Regions from separate parts of the Macaca mulatta genome. Here regions 2 and 3 are each linked to region 1. Evidence: chromatin contacts called from public Hi-C data. All regions are on one chromosome and are shown on one strand. Each heading gives the region's core, a stretch centred on a gene start, on an enhancer-like site or on the middle of the called end of the contact. The rest is flanking DNA. Distances are from core to core; before and after follow the strand shown. Region 1 holds the start of PLXNA2 (plexin A2). Region 2 overlaps PLXNA2 (plexin A2). Region 3 overlaps PLXNA2 (plexin A2).

The links. A called contact is a pair of places that touch in the nucleus more often than the background predicts.
Region 2: a contact with region 1 is called in a Hi-C map of fetal cortex germinal zone, with 2.4 times the contacts expected there. The contact joins the enhancer-like site here to the promoter of PLXNA2 in region 1. A contact is called at or near these places in 3 of 14 Hi-C or Micro-C datasets (cortical neurons, fetal cortex germinal zone and liver).
Region 3: a Hi-C map of fetal cortex germinal zone shows a contact between it and region 1, with 2.3 times the contacts expected there. The contact joins the enhancer-like site here to the promoter of PLXNA2 in region 1. A contact is called at or near these places in 6 of 14 Hi-C or Micro-C datasets (blood, cortical neurons, fetal cortex germinal zone and 3 more).

Annotation. Positions count from the first base shown.
Region 1 is chr1:65,982,281-65,985,249 of T2T-MMU8v2.0, forward strand. It overlaps PLXNA2 (plexin A2), which reads right to left and starts at 1,602. Exons shown (of 32, transcript XM_001110951.5): 1 at 949-1,602.
Region 2 is chr1:65,840,773-65,843,690 of T2T-MMU8v2.0, forward strand. PLXNA2 (plexin A2) reads right to left here. Exons shown (of 32, transcript XM_001110951.5): 5 at 2,371-2,471. Among named protein-coding and RNA genes, the nearest start is that of PLXNA2, 140 kb to the right of the region's middle. Within about 2 kb of position 1,474, at least 11 of the 40 cell types and tissues checked have an H3K27ac peak or open chromatin away from gene starts, as enhancers often do. A contact at or near this core is called in fetal cortex germinal zone, where this site is marked.
Region 3 is chr1:65,769,343-65,772,497 of T2T-MMU8v2.0, forward strand. PLXNA2 (plexin A2) reads right to left here. Exons shown (of 32, transcript XM_001110951.5): 29 at 1,845-2,014. Among named protein-coding and RNA genes, the nearest start is that of CD34, 120 kb to the left of the region's middle. Within about 2 kb of position 1,664, at least 6 of the 40 cell types and tissues checked have an H3K27ac peak or open chromatin away from gene starts, as enhancers often do. A contact at or near this core is called in fetal cortex germinal zone, where this site is marked.

The DNA of each region.
Region 1 (2,969 bases), core at 352-2,851:
TGAGTTTGATTAGGTAGGTCCCACTAGGGCAAGGGTCATTCCAAACAGGTGGACACTTTTTCGGGGACCTAGAATGGTAGTTTCTGGTGACTCTCTGGGCATCTAGACCATGATTGGTATTATAGAGACTACCTGTGGGATGGATAAAAAGGGCTAGAATTTTCCAGGATCCCTACCTAACTTGTGGGGTGGGGCAAGAAAGAGCACATGGAAGGAAATATTCTCAAATGGTTCATAAGGAGCCTCTGGGACCCTAAGCAAACTCCCATTTCAACCCCCAGCACTCGCGTGGTCCTCAAACTATGGGGCTGGACCCCTGCTGGGCGATACACTGCAAAGGGAGTCCTGGGAGATGAAACACTCAGACCCATTCAGTGCCTGGGAATCTCTCCCTGAGCCTTATGGAACCCGCGCAAATGATGTTTTCCCCTTCCCCTGATCTCCAGTCCCGGATCTGAAGGGACAGCCGGCGGCCACCAGGGACTCTGGCACTGGAGTGAACGCCCCCAAATCGATCGCTGGCCACTGTGGCTTTGGGTTGTCTCGCTGGTGCCACCGAGGCCCTCTTTGGGCTCCAGCTCTCGGGACAGCCTTGCCGCCCCGAGCTCCCCAAAGCCGCAGAGCGCCGGCAGGTGCGCGGTGGAGGCGCGCCGCGGAGCGCTGCTGCCGCCTTCAGCCCGCGGCCGGGAAGCCTGCTGGCTGCCGGCCGGGAAGCCCTGGGCGGGAGGCACCGGCTCCAGTGAGCCTGAGATCGCGCGCACGCCGCGCTCCGGCCCGCGAAAGTGGCCGAGCCCACACGGGGACTCGCCCGCCGCGGCCAAGCCCGGTTGCCTGGGGCCGGGGCCCCAAAGAGGCGGGTGCGGGAGAAGCCGCCACGGGTGTGCGCGCCTGTGGGGAGAAGGCTGAAGGCGCTGCCGACTCCGAGCGTCCGGCCCAGCCGCCGCTTACCCAGCTCGGCGACGTCGGTCTGTCCTTCCGTCCCTGCTCGGTCTGCCTCGGCCGCCGGCTGCTGAGGGCGGCGCGAGGCCCCTCTCCCTGCCCGCAGCTCCGAATCAGGGAGAAGACCAAATCCACATGGAGTCCAAATTCATTAAAATCCACGTCAAGCCACCAGCCACTTATCTGTATTCCTGAAGTCGCCCCGCGGTCTCCGCTCCGCGCGCCCCTCAGTCCTCCGTCGCCCCGCAGCAGCCCGGCTGGGCGCTGTCGCCGGCTCGCTGGGGGCACCTGGAGGCGCCGAGGGGGCGTGTGGGGGTGGCCGGCGGTGTCTCTCGTGGGGAAGAAGCAGAGCCCCGGCTGTCTTCAGATTTTTCCAGCGCGACTTTCCGGGCTCCTCTGACATCAGCAATCCCGGCGCTTCCTTCCCTTCTTGCTCTCCGGTTCGTTCACAGTCCCATTTCCTCCGGGAGCCTGGCTTTCCAGATCTATTTCGAGGTTTGCTCCGCCGGCTGCGGCCCTCGCGCTGCCTACCGTTCCCAAGCTCGCGGGGTCTCTCTCCGGATCGCTCGCCCTCTCGGCTGAAAAATTCTCAGCAACTGCGCTCCGCTGCCCTCCCGCTCCAGTCTGGCGCGGATGCCTCTCAGCCCGGCAGCTCTGGCTCCCGCGGTGGCGGCGGCGGCGGCGGCGGCGGAGCCCTGAGCGCCGGCCTCCCTATTTTACCATGCAGCTCATTATCATAGAGGCCGCGCGCGTTAACCCCCTCCCCGCCGGCCGCGGCCGCCCGAGCTGGGGCCGCGCCCGCTGCTGGCACCGCCCGCCACAGCCAGCCCCGTGCCCCCTCCCCCGCCCGCGCGGACTTCCTCCTCCGCAAGCTGTCAACAAAGGAGAAGCAGGTTTGGCATCCGGAGGCCGCTCCGCTGCCTGTCCTGCGCCCAGCTCAGCCCGGACCCATTGGCCACCTTAAGTAGCCAAGGGGGCAAGGAAAATGCTACCAGGGCCCGGGAATTCGAGTAGGGCCTTGCGAACCCAGCTGGTTTAGCCCCCGGTGGAGATAGAAGGTCGAGCGTTGGGGTTAGCGGGGAGCTCAGGACACAGGAAGAGTGGGTGAGGGCAGTAGGGACAGGGACTCCCCCGCCATTCGCATCACCTGTCACCGCGCACATCCTGCACACCTCCCTCTTGATCTTTGAGTGAGGGGTGAGCGGGGAGGAACGGGGCTTGTCTGATGGGGTTGAGACTAGAGTCTTGGAATTTGTGGGAGCAAATTTCCTCTTCTTGTAAATTAAAAAAAAAAAAAAAAAAAAAGCCAGCAAGCTGTCAAATAAGGCTTGAAGTTGTTATTATTATTGCAACGAGAAGATGAACCTTGCTCTGAATTGAATCTCAGGCTTCCAGCCCTGATAGGGATCCTGGGCATCTGAGAAGTCCCGACTTGGATGAGGGCATTGGGGACCGGAGAAGAGCTTTCTATATCCAATTCAGAGAATCTTTTTGCCAGGGGAATCAGAGGGGTGGCGATAAGATAACTTATTTTAATAACCTAAGGTGAGAGGTTTCAGGATTCTGGACGACAATGCCTCGGTGCCCTCAAGGCCACTGATGCCTTGCTACACAGTCTCAGTAACTCTGCAGCTTCTAAACACTGCTTTTCGGAAGGGGCCTGCAAGCTGGACCCCAGCGAGTTCGCAGGGTCTGCGTAGTCCCTGCTGGCGATTAGAGCTCACACGAGTTTACTCCTGTCCAAGTACTCTGTTAAGCTTCCTCTACTGCCCTCTCGTGGCCACAGTCCTCAGTGGTATAAATCGAAAAAACAATATAAATCACTACAGAAAACCTAAAAGCAATTGCACGAAATTCTTAGAGCAGTAGGGGCAGAAGAAAGGCAGGGAGGGAGGGATGAAGAAAGGGAGCCAGAAAAAAGAGAGAGAGAGAAAGAGAGGAAGAAGGAAAGGAAATCTAGACTAACCAGTCATCTCGAACAATCGTTCATTCAATACAGGACTGGGGGATCCAGGCTTTCCTCCAGTATC
Region 2 (2,918 bases), core at 224-2,723, 140 kb before region 1:
TCCCAACATCTTCATCTCGGGCTCTAGGCTCCCCCTGCCCACAGTGGCAGGTGGGCAGGTGACACCAGCACTCGGGAGCTTCAGGTTGCTGCCTGCCTTGCCACATGGAAACCCGCTCCATGGCTGGTGCCAGTGTATCCAAATCAAATAGCCATAGGGACACTAGCGATTCCACAATCAAGCAGTGATTCGCACCCTAACTCCCCCCAAACTCCTCCCCTCTTCCTTTTCAGGCACATAATGGATCTAAATATGAATGCTGTCAAAGAAAAGAATTATTGAGGTTTAAGTGAATCCTTAAGATAGCTCTAAAGTGAGCTCTTGACTGGAGCCTTTATCTCATTGACTCACTGAAATGGCTCTTTTTTATCATACTATTTATGGCAACAGCCCTAACAGAGATAAATAGCCTTGGAGACAATAACACACTTGCAAGAGCAAGGCATACAGAAGAGACAGGAAGGCTTCAAATCCCCCCACCCCCTCAGAGGCTCCTCAGCCCTCGGCCTCCGTTAAAGAGGCCTCCGTGGGGACCCAGGAGCTGCAGCTTCCCCCATCTCCTCATGCCCGATACCAGGCTGCTGCTCGCAGGCGGGAGAGCGCTGCAGGAGGGTCTGGTGGAGAAGAGAATGACCAGATGCAAAGAAACCTCTGGGTATAAACAGCAAAAATCTTGTTCTCCATGAGCTCTTGGGGCAGAGTAGCCGAGAGACGAGTGCCCTGGTAGGTAGCGAGGACTCTCTGAAGAGTTAAGGAGTTGAGGGAACAGAGGAAACCTGGGACTATCCTGATGTGGCTCATTCCAGCAGTCACAGCTGACCTGCACCACGAGGAAGACGGGGTGGTTTGTGGCACTGGGGAGGCCCAGGCATTGTCGATAGATCTATAGGCACTTGTTCAAGTCGGGGAAAGCAGACGTCCTTGCTGTTGAATAAATGATAATCCCCGATCTATCATTTTGGTGTGTTCGACATGGGAGAAGTGCCACAGGCACTGAAGCTGGGAGGACAGAGTGGGGGAGGCATGGGGAGTAGGAGGTACCACCAGACATGACCACTGCAGAGCTAGAGGGCAGGCCGCCCAGGGCCCTTCGCACAGAGCTGGCAGAAGGCTGTCAGGTCCTTTGGAGAAAGAAATTCTTTCGAGGAAAGACCCTGCCTGCTGGTTGGTGGGTCAGCCTCACTGCAGGGAACCAAAATTTACCTGCTTTTGCCATTCCTGGGGCACAACATGAGCATCTACCACTTGTCCGACCTAAATGGAGGCACACCATCCAGGTCTGCTAAGAGCATTTCTGCAAAACTTTATGAGGAATCTCTTACCTCCTAATCCCAAGCAGGGAACCCAGTATTCATGGGCTCAAATCCAGTCCAGATTTTGCATCTGTGAGGCGCCAGCCTCCCTCCCTCCCTCCAGAGCCCTCCCAACACCTGCTGCAGAGGCTGGAAGCCAAGAGCTATTGTGCAGGACCCTGAACTCTGGCCCTCTGCCTCCGCCTCCACCCCAAACCCAGCTCATTTCATGGAGATGCTTTGCTGGCTGGCACAGAGCCCTGGAGTTTCCAACTCCATTGGGCAACAGAATTCCTAGCCAGCTCCTGTCTTTCGGGGTTTTCACCCTTTCTCTTCCCCTGGGGCTCTTCAAATTAGAAAGTTTAAGTGTGATTTAGCATTTATATTCAGTTCGTATTCAATGGCAGATGATGAAGCCAGTTGAAGTGAGATGCAAACTTCTTGGAATCATGAAATAATGAGGCCAGAAGGGTCCTCCCAAGGGTACAGGGTCCATGATAATTATTCTGATTTGTGTAGCCTCTTCTGGGCTTCCTTATTACCAAAGCATTTATTACTTCATTTAGTCTTCACAATTCACCTGTGAAACAGGCATTTTTCCTAAACAGCAATGGAGAAACAGAGGCCTGGAGTTGTCAGAGGACCCATCCAGGGTCACACAGCAGCTAGCTGGAGTCTAAGCTTCCCAATGCCAGTGCATCACCATCTGCACACTCTTGGCACAGAGGGGCACCTATTTCAGGCTACACTGTGGAGGTTTTGGGGAAACCTAAAGACTACAGTTTCCCTTGTGAGTTCTTTCAAAGACACAAGGATATAAGCAGCTCGCTTCGGAGCAGCTGAAGGGCTGAATTTGGAAGTAAAATGAAAGAAGAGAGGCAAAGGCTCTGCACTTAGAAAGAAGGCCCACCCGTGGCCTCTTTGCCTCTTCCCATTCTCAACACTGAAGCCACGATTAGAATCACTGCTCTGAAGAGGACAATTCCTCTCTCTGCAAAATGCTGTCATTATCCCATCATTCCAGGAAAGCCCAGGTCTTCTGCATGCCAAACCCTTTTCCAGGATACCCCAAACTTACATGTTGTGGAGGGCACACCAGCCACAGTGAGGGTCCCCAGAGCTCAGGCACTCCCCACAAGTTGTATACTGCTCACATGACTCCACGGGGACCCTGGTGACCTGGCAGAGAGAGGAAAGAGGGCACGGTGAGGTTAGGCTGTGACGACTAGCAGGTGTGTGTCACAGAGTCCTGCGTCTATTCACACTTGCACTGTCAACTCCCCTAAAGAGGTAACACTGGGCAGCAGGCCATGGCCTCAATGTCCCCAATCTCTTTACCTGCATAAGGCAGGTGGTCTAAGCTGAAAGTATCTCTGAGTTGCAGGCCTAAGACTTCTTGTCTTCGCTAGAGGTAGCAGCAAAGGCTCCATCTGTTTCTGCCTGACACTAGCATCCTCCCGAGAGCTGGGCAAGCCAGCAGCAAGTACTCAAAATGGTTAACTCTGTGGAAAGGCTATTGAGTGGCACAAACTCATCTCTGAAGAGCTTTCAGCTGGGCTTGGGCTGAGACATCCTGCCTACACAGAAAACATTCAAAAAGGGAAAGGAGAAACTTTTCCCATCAAA
Region 3 (3,155 bases), core at 414-2,913, 210 kb before region 1:
GTAGTTAGGAGACTTCCTTCTGCAACTTGGGAATTTATAACCAGAGGAGAATGAGTTTTCTCTGCTCCTTAGGCCATAAAGCAGATAAGCCCATTTACTCTCCTTCAAAATCAGAACAGCTGCTGTTTTTACTTCCTTTCCCAGCTTTGCCTTCTTTTCCAGCAGTCTCCTGGGCTTTAACTCTTTTGACTCCTCTGTGGAACAGGCCCTGTCGCAGGCTTGTCCTCCAGCCTGAGATGATGTTCCCAGCTCCCCAGCTTCTTCTTCTTTCCCCTTCTTCATCTTCTCTTGACTCTCATGGGCCCCAAACTTTCCCAAATGTCTCAGTAGTGCCAGGTCTTGGGAAAGATCTGCATTACCCAGACTTGGGCTCTTCCATGATGATTTCTGCCTATCCTCCAAAACACAACAGGATCTTTCACTTTCCTTTAGCCCGGGAGGAGTTGCTGCAGCTGAGAGCTGACTCATCTCTTCTGCCCTCCCCTTCTTCTGGCAGCCTTGGGTAGTTTCTGGTAATCCTTCCCTGGACATTTGCTATTGAGGTCTGGGTAAGGAAACTCTCTCCACACCACGATGCCAGGGTAGTGCATTTCTATTACTTGGATCTGGCCAGCACACCGAAGATACAGAGATGGGGATAACCCTGGACTTTCTCTTGATTTCCCCTGAATTGCCCTCTCCCAGCACTGGGCTGGGGATGCTCCAAAGCAAAGGGGACAGGCATGTGCTGTCCAGGGAATGCAGATCTGGAAGGCCTGTCCTGGCAAAGTGGACTGTGGGCTCTTAACCCTAGGGCCACCCCAGCTTATCCATTTCACTCCACTGTGATCAAAGCTGCAGATTGAGGAAGGCTCAGCGACCACAAGACCCGGGAGGAGGAAGGAATAGATGGGACTGGGGTTGGCTTTTTCCAAAGTGTTTTGTTGGTTGCTAGGACTTTTGATTCCCAAATAACAGCCTGGGCCCATCTGTGTCGGCTCTGTTTTCTGAGGAGACCGCTGACTCCAGACAGCTGCATGGGCTGCCTGCCCAACCCAAATGCCTGGACCTCCCCTCTCCCCTCTCCGTGCTCTTTCCCAAAGGAAGCCTTTTGATGCCAGCTCTTGGCCGGGTCCTGTCTGACCTGAAAGCCAGTCTTTAGCTTGGTCTGTGGTCCAGGTTCAAAACCCATGAGGATAAAGTCTCCTACCAGGGGCCTGAGGGCTTCTCCCACTGCTGGTCTGGTTGCGGAGGTGACTTTAGGGGAGAGAGTCATGCCTACAGGGCATTCTGCCTGCTGCTTCCTGAAAGCTATGGCGCCAGGATAATCACTTGGCCTTAAGAGATCAAGTTTGCAATGAAATCCTCCCTGTCAGTGGGCTCAAGTCTATAGCAGGTGTGAACTCCCTCTCCAGTGCTGACCAACTTCACCAGGGGTCTCAGTTTGATTCAGGGCTTCCCCATCTCAGGAAGTGCCTTAGAACTGCCCCACTCAGAATGGCCCACAATGCCTGGCTGTGAAGCTCTGCTGCAGGCTTCCAATGCAGTTCTTTGCATGGGCTCCCTCAGCTCCCTTCTCCTGAGAACCAGAGATCTCACAGCCAGGGGAGGAGGCTCTTCTTGGGGGACTCAAGGGTGCATCCTAGTGCTGGGCCTCAAGCCAGGCAGACCCTACTTGGCACAGGCAGCTGGGGACTGTGTGGGCTCTGCAGAGCATATGTGCACTATTTGTTCCAGGAGCTTCGGATCACCCAGCCCCAGCCGAGAATAGGCTACCCTCCCACCCTCCCGTCTCCTGGTCCTCATCCCTCGTAGCTCCAGGCCTCTCCAGGCTGCACCTCCTGCCGAGCTCCCCTAGGGTTTACCAGTTGCTTTTCCAGGTGTGCCGCACATCTGTGTCATGAATGCTGTGCCTGTCTGCCTGCTCATCCAGGAAATCAAACATGTACTTGATGGCCAGGGGGAGAGCGCTGCCCCGGTGCACAGTGCTGAACAAGGTCTCAAACAAGTCGTCCACGAACTTCTGCAGGGTGCCCTGGAGGAGGGGTTGGGGAGAGTGAGATGGAGCGGGGGTGATGGCAGGTAGCAGACAGGCATACCAGATGGTGCCTTGGATCCATCCTGCCTTGGAAATTTGTCTGGGACACGAGGCTGTGCCGGCAGTGTTGTGGGGTGGGGCGGTGCGGGGGAAGGGTACTGTTGGTTCGCTGGGGAAGTGGGAGAAACTGGGTGGGCCGTGGATCCTAGGGAAGAATCTCTCCTCCAACCTGCAGCCACATTCCACATTCCACATAGGGTGTAGGATCAGGGTCTTTGATAGGAAGACAGGAAGTGCCCTGAGTCCGGGCTTCCCATGGGTGAATGAGGGGACACAGGCTGTAAGCCAGTCTGTGTCCAAGAAACAAGCTGGAGGACCAGGTGCCTCCTGGCAGGAGCACAGCAGGACCGGGAGAGTCTGATAGAAAGGTATGAAGAGGCTTAGGATATTGGTGGCCTGGGACAAGTGGTATCTGGAGTGTGGAATGCGGGTGAAGGGTCTAGACTCAAGAACACCCCCAGGCAGAGTGCTGATCCACAGGGCTCTGGAGGGTTTCTGGAACAGGAATAAGACTTGGCCTGGCTCCCACAGTTTACAGGCTCACGGCACACCTCTGAGGGTCAGTAGAAACCTCTAGCCTTGTCTGTTATCTCTTTGTTGGTCTCTTATTGTTATGCTGAGCATATCAGGCAAAGCTCAAATGGAGACATGGGGTCTGGTGGAATATTTCTGGGCCACTCTGGGAGCAAATCTGAGAGCTGTAAGTTGGATGCCACTGTATTAAAACTTCAGTGCCATTGTTGGAGGGTCCATGGGGGAGAGTATTTGAAATCTAGCCCCACCTGGAAAATATGGGCTCTTTGATTGTCATACTTACAGGCTTATTTTGTTACCTGCTAGGAAGGCTAGAAGATGTAGCCTCGCTTGCATCAACATTTGGGGGTAGCTGGAGTGGGATGGGATGGGAAGTGGAAGCCTCCCCTTGGATTACTGGCAGGGCCAGGCCTCTGTGCTTTCCCTCCCATTGTGGCCAGAAAGGGGATAGAAAGGACAATGATAATGGAGGTCAGCATATCTATCCAACTAATATCAGCAAGAAACCCCAGTGCCTTCCTAGAGCTTAAGGGGTCCAGAGGGA